Linked DNA regions of Bos taurus: region 2 is linked to region 1. Evidence: chromatin contacts called from public Hi-C data. All regions are on one chromosome and are shown on one strand. Each heading gives the region's core, a stretch centred on a gene start, on an enhancer-like site or on the middle of the called end of the contact. The rest is flanking DNA. Distances are from core to core; before and after follow the strand shown.

Region 1 (5,070 bases), core at 1,171-3,670:
ACACATGCAGAGCAAGGGGGACCTTCTCAAAGTGGCTGGGCACATGGACAGAGCTCAGTGCAGAGATCTGGGTTCAAGTTCTTCTGGGAAGAATAAGATCCTTCACTGGAGGGTCCTGACAACAGAGAAGGTGCCTGTCAGCATGCAGCAGGACACTGTCGGACACCACAGCCCCACAAGGCTGGAGGCCAAAGGTAACTGTGCCTGTCCCTGCCCTTGGGGAACTTAACATTCCAGTGGATGAAGTGCATGGGAGTGGGAGGAATATACAGTAAACTAAGAAATGCATACGCTGTGTGTCAGATGGCAGGGGAAAAGGACAGAGGGTCTCTGGGGCGAATGTCTCAGAGAAAGTGATGCTAAGCAGTCCCCAAGTAAAAGAACGATCCATGCGCATGTCCTGTGTGTGTGCTCAGTCACTCAGTCTTGCCCGACTCTGTGATGCCATGGACTGTAGCCCGACTGGCTCCTCTACCCACAGGATTTCCCAGGCAAGAGTACTGAAGTGGGTCGCCATTGCCTCCTTCAGGGGATCTTCCATCTCCAGCATTGGCAGGTGGGTTCTTTACTGCGGAGCCAGCTGGGAGGCCCATAGAAGATGCAGGCTACTCTTTAAAGGCTTAAAACAATGCCCTTGAGGCCGGGTGCCTACTTGTGTCTATTGAGCAAGGGAAATTCCATCTCTTCCTCTCCCTTTTAATGGCTCTGGGAGACAATGAGCTCTAAGTATCTTCCTGTGAATGCTGAGTACCCACTCGGAAGCTTTGCAAATCCTTAAACATACTTCTTAATGTTTATTAATAGACACAGAATAGCCTGTGTAGGTTTTAGCTGTTAGAGGGGTTATTGATGGCATTATAGATGGAAAATAAACTTAGGATTTCCTTAGTAAAGGGTGGTGGGGCGGGCTCCTGATTTTTTTCTGGGGAGGAAGGGACCTTTGATCAGACACAGACACCTGTCACCCTTTCCACATGCCACTTGGTGCCCCATGGGTCTCTGTGACACATCTAGTCAAATCTCAGGGACAAAGTGGAAAGGTGGGGAGTGGGGGAGTCAGTGTTTCACAGGGACAGAGTTTCCGTTTGGGGAGATGAGAAAGTTCTGGAGATGATGGTGGCGATGGCTGCACAACAATGCGAATGTGCTTAATGCCGCTGAGCTTTGCACTTCAAAGTGGTTCAAATGGCCAATTTTATGTTATGCAAGTTTTACAGTTAAAAACCATATAGCTGACAAGACTGTACTGTATAATTGAAATATACAATTCAATATCAGAGAAGAAGCTAGAAGTTCTCATTTGAAAAAGGAGGGGACTTCTCCGGTGGCTCAGTGGTAAAGAATCTGCCTGCCAATGCAGTACCCGCAGGTTTGACCTCCGATCTAGGAAGATTCCACAGGCCACGGGGCAACTAAGCCCGTGCACCGCAACTGCTGCGCCTACACTCTGGAGCCGGTGCTTGGCAACAGGGGAAACCACCGCAACGAGAAGCCCGCGCACAGCAAAGGAGAGTAGCCTCCATTTGCCGCAACTAGAAGCCTGTGAGTAGCAGTGAAGACCCAGCACAGCCAAAACTAAGTAAACAGAGATTTCCTTAAACAAAAAAATAAATATGTGAAGTGATAGCTGTATTAACTAGGTGGGAGGAATTCTTTTCCAACGTGTATGCACAAAAAGTCTTCACAATTTACACTTTAAATATCTTACAGTTTTCCTTGTCAATTATATCTCAATAAAACTGAAAAAAAAAAAAAAAAAAAACCACTTCTGATTCTAAAGGAAACTACTACGGATCACAGTTAGTAAATTATTTATCTTGTGTGTGTTATCAAGTTTATTTATTTGTGTGTGTACTGGGGTTTTTTCTTTGTGGCAAAATACACATAACACAAAATTTACCGTCTTACTCATTTTTAAGCATCGTGATCCAGTGTCATTAAGTATATTTACACTATTGTGCAACCATCCCCACCATCCATCTCGAGAACTTTCTCACCTTCCCAAACTGAAACTCTGCCTGTGAAACTCTGAGTCTCCATCCCCTCCCCCACCCCTGGCCCCCACCATCTGCTTCCTGTCTCTATAGATCTGACTCCTCCAGGGAACTCCTGTAAGTGGAATCAGACAATATATATCCTTTAGTAAGTTTATTTTTTTTAATTCCATAAACTTTGGGCAAAATGACAAATAAAATCATGTCAAATCATCACCTTCTAATGACAGACTGACTTCCAGAATAAAAGTTGTTGCTCTTAAAAAAAAGAAAGAAAGAAAGAAAGAAAACACGGCCTGCCCCGATGGTGGTGGCAGTTCTGGTTGGTGGTTTCGGTTGCTCGAATGCAGGGCCAAGAGTGCACAGCTGAGCCCATGACTTTGCTTGCTCTCGAGTTATATAAAGCATCCGAGGAGATAAATCACGTTTGCAACCCTCTGCTCAGGCGGGGGATGAGGTCACAGGCATACATATAGCACATGATCTTAGAGCTGGGACAGCTCCCGGAGATCATCTGGCCTCCTGCCCCTTTTCCCCAAAAGGAGGCAGCTGGTGACAAGCTGGGTGACTTGCCCAAAGCCCTACATCAGGGCACAGAAAACCTTAGGCTCCTGACCTCAGTCACATGTCATCAGCTGCCCCAAGGTAGGAGGTTACCAGTAACTCACAACATCTAAAGGAAAATAAACTCAGACCAGAAAGCAGAGACATCACTTTGATGACAAAGGTCCATCTAGTCAAAGCTATGGTTTTTCCGGTAGTCATGTATGGATGTGAGAGTTGGACTACAAAGAAGGCTGAGCACCGAAGAATTGATGCTTTCGAATTGTGGTGCTGGAGAAAACTCTCGAGAGTGCCTTGGACAGCAAGGAGCTCAAACCAGTTAATTCTTAAGGAAATCAACCCTGAAGGACTGATGCTGAAGCTGAAGCTCCAATACTTTCACCACCTGATGTGAAGAGACAACTCATTGGAAAAGACCCTGATGCTGGAAAAGATTGAGGGCAGGAGAAGAGGGTGACAGAGGATGAGATGGCTGGATGGCACCACCAACTCAATGGACATGAATTTGAGCAAACTTGGGGAGAGAGTGAAGGACAGGGAGACCTGGCGTGCTGCAGTCCGTGGGGTTGCAAAGAGTCAGACGTGGCTGAGCGACTGAACAAAAACAACACAACAACACAGCAACAAACAACAACAAAACAACTAAAGGATAAATCAGGAGCTTGGGATGAACATACACACATGATTATATGTAAGACAGATAACCAACCAGGACTTACTGCCTAGCACAGGAAACTCTACTCAATATTCTGTAGTAACCTATATGAGAAATTAATCTGAAAAAGAAGGAATCTAGGGACTTCCCTGGTGGTCCAGTGGGTAAGACTCTGAGCTCACAGTGCAGGAGGCCTGGGGTTGAGTACTGGTCAGGGAACTAGATCCCACACGCTGCAACAAAGACCCAGTGCAGCCAAATAAATAAATATTTTTTGAAACGAATGAATCTATGCATGTGTATAATTGAGCCACTTTGCTGTACACCCAAAACTAATACTAAATAAATTGTAAGTCAACTATTTTTTTAATATTCAGTCGTGTCTGACTCTTTGCGACTCCATGGACTGAAGCCTGCCAGTTTCCTCTGTCCATGGGATCTTTCTAGGCAAGAACACTGAAGTGGGTTGCCATTTCTTACTCCAGAGGATCTTCCCAACCCAGGGATCAAGTCCCCATCTCTTGTGTCTTCTGCATTGGCAGGTGGATTCTTTAGCACCAGCGCCACCATACTCCAATAATTTTTTTAAAATAAATAATAAACAAAAGAGTCTGGGGATTGGGGGGAAAACCTTTTATATAGACTCAAACAAAACAACTAAAGGGGGGGGAAAGACTTCTGTTTCTTCAGTTTGATGGACTTTTTTACAACCCAGTTTTAAAATAATGTAAGACTAATTTATACACACCAGTTGGAGGCTTCAAATATTTTTTTCATTTTTCTGTAGATGGATGCAAGCCCATTAAGTAAGCGAGATTGAAGACTGGAAAATATGTGTCATTCATATACATTTTTAATGGAAAGCCTAGGGAGGAAGAGATTGGAGACTCTTTGCTGTCTCCAATCCTTAAAACTTAAGGGTCTAAAATTAGGGGCCAGGTCTTCCCTGGAGGTCCAGAGGTTAGGACCTTTCCATTGCAGAGTGGGGTGGATTTGATCCCTGGTCGGGGAGTTAAGATCCCAAATGCCAAGTGGCCAAAAAAAGTAAAAGTAAAAAATAAAAATAAAATTAGAGACCAAAAAAGTCGATATATGTATAACTGATTCACTTTGCTGTACGCCTGAAACTAACAAAACATTGTAAATAAACTACTCCAATAAAAATTCTTAAAATAAGGGACCAAAATTCTTCCCTGACTTTGTCAGTCACCACTGCACACATTGTTGTGTTTCTAGCTTAGCAGGGAAGTCTTGCATGGGTTAACACAGCTACATCCCCACCAGGGGGAGGTGGACGAGGAAGGGGAAGAGGAGAACATTCCAGAACGCATCGATGCCAAGACACGGGGAGTGTCTGGTTTCAACATGAGTCTTCAGAGCTTGTCCGCACCCTGTGATGTTTAGAAATGTGAACGGGCAGACAGACGTCCCCTTACTGTGTTTTTTTTTTACAAAACAAAGGTTTGTGGGAACCCCGCATCCAGCAAAACTATTACCACCGTTTCCCCAGCAGTATTTGATCACTTTGTGTCTCTATGTCATGCTTCAGTAATTTTCACAATATATCAAACTTCTTTCTTTGTATTCTACTTGTTATGATGATCTCTGATCAGTGATCTTTGATGTTACTAATGTAATTGTTTGGGCATTTTTTTAAAGCAATAAAGTATTCTTTAATTAAGGTATGTGCATGGTTTTCTTTTTGGTCTCGATTTATTCTTTTTAAAATTTTTATTGAAATAAAATTGATTTATAATGTTGTATTAGTTTCAGGTGTACAGCAAAGTAACTGTCATATATACATATATCCTTTTTCAGATTATTTTCCATTATAGATTATTATGAGATATTGAGTAG
Region 2 (5,070 bases), core at 1,726-4,225, 130 kb after region 1:
CTTGCCTGGAAAATTCCATGGACAGGGGAGCCCAGCAGGCTACAGTCCACGAGTCACAAAGAGTCGGACACTACAGAGTGACTGAGCACATATCCCAGCCCTGGGCCTGGCACACAGCCCTCATTCAGTAAATATAACGATTGTTATAACTGCTTCAAAGGGCTGAGAGCTGCATTTGCTGCCCCCAGGGGCTGAACATCAGGAAGTTCCCGGCCTTTAGGTGTGGCCAAGGTGCAAGAGTGGGCCGTGGGAGCCTCTGCAGGATCTGGCTCAGGAAGACCCTGCCTGGGAAGGGCCGACCAGCTGGTGCATCATTCATCCTTCCTCAAGTCCTCAAACACTGCCCACACCCTCCTGCCGGGAACAGGGTTGGAGTCAGCACCACCTTCCCACTCGCCCAAGACACTTTTGTCAGAGGTCGGTGACTTTTTTTTTTTTTTTACATAATAGCAAAACGCAGATCTCCCATCACTTCATGGCAAATAGATGGGGAAAAAAATGGAAACAGTGACAGACTTTATTTTCTTGGGCTCCAAAATCACTGCGGACTGTGACTGCAGCCAGGAAATTAAAAGACGGTTGCTCCTTGGAAGAAAAGCTATGGCAAACCTAGACAACAGGTTAAAAAGAAGAGACAGCTCTTTGCTGACAAAGTTCCATCTAGTCAAAGCTATGGTTTTCCCAGTAGTCATGTACGGATGCGAGAGCTGGACCGTAAGAAGGCTGAGTGCTGAAGAATTGATGCTTTTGAATTGTGGTGTTAGAGAACTCTTAAGAGTCCCTTGGACAGCAAGGCAATCAAACCAGTCAATCCTAAAGTCCTGAATATTCATTGGAAGGACTAATGCTGAAGCTGAAGCTCCCAATAGTTAGGCCACTGAACAACCGACTCATTGGAAAAAACCATGATGCTGGGAAAGGTTGAGGGCAGGAGGAGAAGGGGATGACAGAGGATGAGATGGTTGGATGGCATCATCAACTCAATGGACATGAGTTTGAGCAAATTCAGGGAGATAGTGAAGGACAGGGAAGCCTGGGGTGCCGCACTCCACGGGGTCACGAAGAGTCGGACATGACTTAGCAACTACACAACAACAAAATTCAGGAAAATAACAACCAAAGAGAAGAAAATGGAGAAAGAGGAAGAGGAAAAGGAGGCGGGAGGAGAGAATGAGTGGGAGGAATAAGGAGAAGAGGAGGAAGGGAAAGAGGAAGAGGAGATACGGGAAGGGGAGGAGGAGGGAGAGGAAGCAGAAGAAGAAAGAAGGAGGGAAGGAAGGAGAGAAGGAAGATTTCTTGCATCTCCTGCATTGGCGGGTGGATTCTTTACCTCTGAACCACCTGAAAAGCCCCAGAGTGGCCCAAGCTTGGCTTCAGTCCCTCTCAGTCCCCTAGCTCTGAACTTTGGACACCACTGATGACGCCTCTCAGGGCGTGCTGAGGACATGGCACCATAGCCCCCCAGGTGCAGCATCTAGGTACAACACGTCACCTCTATCTTGTTGACTATCATCCAGTTCCACATGTGAACTCAGCCGCACATGCATGGAACTGGATCCTGCCAGAGAAATCGGATCTGGAACATCCCAGAATTTGTGGTCCCAGCTCCTGCCCCCAGGGAGCCAGGGGACCCGTCCAGGAAGATGGTTCCCACACTGGACAGCTCTGGATCCCTCCGTGGGAACCACTGGGAGGCCCGGCAGCTGCTGGAGGAATTTCTTCCACTGCGTCCTGGTTCTTTGAAGACGAATTTGTCTTAGGGGATGGCCAGAGTGGCTCAGGGTCAAGGCTGGGGGATAGAGGAAGTCAAGCTCTTCCATGGGTCTGAAATGAGTCAGTATTGGAGTGGTGGGAGGTTTAGGAGATCCCTTGGCTCAGGATAGGCCAACTTTGAAGGCTCATGGGCATCACACATGGACATCCTTAGACCTGGGTACACATGCAGATATGCTGGGGACACACGTGTGTTCACGTGGGCACATGCACAGACATGCTCAAGCACACATCTGTGTGTTAATAAGCACATAGGCAAGAAGATGCTCCAAAGACTTCCCTGGTGGCACAGTAAACAAGAATCTACCTGCCAATAGAGAAGACTTGGGTTCGATCCCTGGTCCGAGGAGATCCCACATGCCGAGGGACCACTAAACCCATGCGCCACAGCTACTGAGCCCTCACTCTAGAGCCCATGCTCCGCAGCAACAGAAGTCACCTCACTGAGAAGCCCAAGAACCACAGTGAAGAGTCTATCTCCTGCTTGCTGCAACTAGAGAAACCCTGAGCAAAGCAAAGACCCAGCACAGCCAAAAATAAATAAATAAGTTTTTTTGAAAAAGAATACACTCCAATACACCCATGCAAACTGTAGAGTCTCTTCTGTCCATGGGATTACCCTGGCAAGAATACTGGAGTGGGTTGCCATATATACATATATATGAATCACTTTGTTATGCAGCTGAAAGTAACACAATACTGTAAATCAACTATATACACTTCAATTAAAAAAAAAAAAAACAGAAAGAAAAACAGAAAACAAGGGGGCCCTTGCCTTGCAAGAGTGTAGAGACCAGGGTTGCCATTTCCTTCTCCAGGGGATCTTCCCCACCCAGGGATCGAACCCAGATCTCCTGCATTGTAGGCAGACGCTTTACCATCTGAGCCACCGTAGAGACCAGAGACAAACTCAAAGCTCAAATCCAGCCAGCCACCTGCCAACACAGACAGGAAAAAGTTTTGCACAAACTTTTGCACACCCCACCCCCCAACAGTCCGTCCTCAATCTTGAATTGTACCCGATTTCAAATCTTAACACCTGCTTAGTCGTCAAAATATACCTAGAATCCAACCACTTCCTTTTCCCACGCTCCCTCACCTGGTCAGGCCCCAGCATCGCTCACCTGGACCAATGCAGTCCTCTTCGGAGTACTGATCCCCGGCTCCCACCCCAGCTCTCACAGTCTGTCCTCCCTGAAGCAACCACCGGAGGGCGCCCGTGAGCACCTGAGTCAGGCCCCGCCTCCTCCTCTGCTCACAGCCCTCCAGGGCTCCCATCTTACGGAAAACAAAAACCCAAATGCTCCCGCAGCCCACAAAGCTAGACAACCTGGTCGATCCCCTCCCTCCCTTCCCTCCTCCCTCTCTCCCCTTGCTTACTTTGCTCCACCTGCATGGGCCTCCTGGCTGTTCCTCCAGCACGGCAGGCCAGGTCCTTGCCCAGGACCTTTGCACAGGCTGTGCCCTCTGTCCAGACCGCTCTTCTCTCAGGTATCTTGACTCGCTCCCTTAACTTCCTTCAGTTTTCATTTCTGTTCTCTCTCCCCTACTACCCGAAAGATCACTCCAGACAAGAATGTCTGTGGGCTTCGTGCTCTGTTGGTGTCTCAGTTCTAAATGGTGCCAGCATACAGTAGGGTTCCATAATTATCTTTTGTTGTTGTTCAAGCTGAGTAAATATTAGACAATATTGTTTCTGTTGTTAACCTATCTAGTATCTATCTCTTACTCCCTTGGGGACAAAGGGTTTCTCCTTTCTTTTCACTTATTTTTTTCTGCACTGGGTCTCAGTTGCTGCTCGGGGTCTTTCTCTGGTGCTTGAGCTTCTCGTTGTGCTGGCATCTCTCATTGCAGAGCAGGGGATGTAGGGCACATGGGCTTCAGCAGTGGTGGTGAGTGGCCTTAGTTGCCCCGTGGCATGTGGGATTTTCACTGACCAGGGCTCAAACCCTCATCCTCTGCATTGGCAGGCAGATGTGTTAACCACTGGACCACCAGGGAAGTCTCCTTCTTTCTTTTATCAAATATTTATTGAGCACCTAGTGCAAGCCTAGCTGCTGCTGCTGCTAAGTCGCATCAGTCGTGTCCGACTCTGTGCAACCCCATAGACGGCAGCCCACCAGGCTCCCCCATCCCTGGGATTCTCCAGGCAAGAGCACTGGAGTGGGTTGCCATTTCCTTCTCCAATGCATGAAAGTGAAAAGTGAAAGTGAAGTCCCTCAGTCGTGTCCGACTCTTCTCGACCCCATGGACTGCAGCCTTCCAGGCTCCTCCGTCCATGGGATTTTCCAGGCAAGAGTACTGGAGTGGGTTGCCATTGCCTTCTCCAGCATGCCTAGCAGGCAAAGGAAATAGGCATAAAGCCCCTGCTCCCCCAAAACTTGCATTCACATGCAGAAGGCAGGTTAACATGTGCAGAGCAAGAAATGATTTCAGATACAGCAGAAACTAACACAACATTGTAAACCAACTGCACTCTAATAAAACATTTTAAATTTATATATTTATATATATGCTGCTGCTGCTGCTAAGTCGCTTCAGTCGTGTCCGACTCTGTGCGACCCCATAGACGGCAGCCCGCCAGGCTCGGCCATCCCTGGGATTCTCCAGGCAAGAACACCGGAGTGGGTTGCCATATCCTTCTCCAGTGCATGAAAGTGAAAGGTGAAAGTGAAGTCGCTCAGTCGTATCTGACTCTTAGTGACCCCATGGATTGCAGCCTACCAGGCTCCTCCGTCCATGGGATTTTCCAGGCAAGAGTACTGGAGTGGGGTGCCAATATAATGGATAACTAATAAGAACCTGCTGTATAGCACAGGGACTTTTACTCAATACTCTGTAATGAGCTGTATGAGAAAAGAATCTTTAAAAAAGAAAGAATGGATATATGTGTGTGTGTAACTGATTCACTTTGCTGTACACCTGAAACTAACATGACATTGTAAATCAACTATAATCCAATTTAAAGTTTTTCATTTTAAAATTAAAAAAATAAATGTAAATCAGATGTAAAAAGAGAAATAAATGATTTCAGACAGTGGCAAGAAAATGCAGACAGCAGAAACAATGAAACAGGAAGAGAGTTTGGAGAGGGAGCTGGGGAGAGACAGAATAGCTGAAAGCTGGGAATCCATCTTTAGGTCAGGCTGGTACAATGTACAATAGCCAGGACGTGGAAGCCACCTAGATGGCCATCGATATAAGAATGGACAAAGAAGACATGGTCCATATATACAATGGAATATCACTCAGCCATAACAAGAACGTATTTGAGTCAGTCCTAGTGAGGTGAATGAA

The links. A called contact is a pair of places that touch in the nucleus more often than the background predicts.
Region 2: a contact with region 1 is called in a Hi-C map of liver, with 2.7 times the contacts expected there. The contact joins two enhancer-like sites. A contact is called at or near these places in 3 of 11 Hi-C or Micro-C datasets (blood, liver and skeletal muscle).

The regions. Positions count from the first base shown.
Region 1 is chr7:16,092,936-16,098,005 of ARS-UCD2.0, forward strand. The region is part of intron 9 of INSR (insulin receptor); the gene reads right to left. Among named protein-coding and RNA genes, the nearest start is that of MBD3L3, 52 kb to the left of the region's middle. Within about 2 kb of position 2,421, at least 16 of the 102 cell types and tissues checked have an H3K27ac peak or open chromatin away from gene starts, as enhancers often do. A contact at or near this core is called in liver, where this site is marked.
Region 2 is chr7:16,224,891-16,229,960 of ARS-UCD2.0, forward strand. No RefSeq gene overlaps it. Among named protein-coding and RNA genes, the nearest start is that of ARHGEF18, 18 kb to the right of the region's middle. Within about 2 kb of position 2,976, at least 3 of the 102 cell types and tissues checked have an H3K27ac peak or open chromatin away from gene starts, as enhancers often do. A contact at or near this core is called in liver, where this site is marked.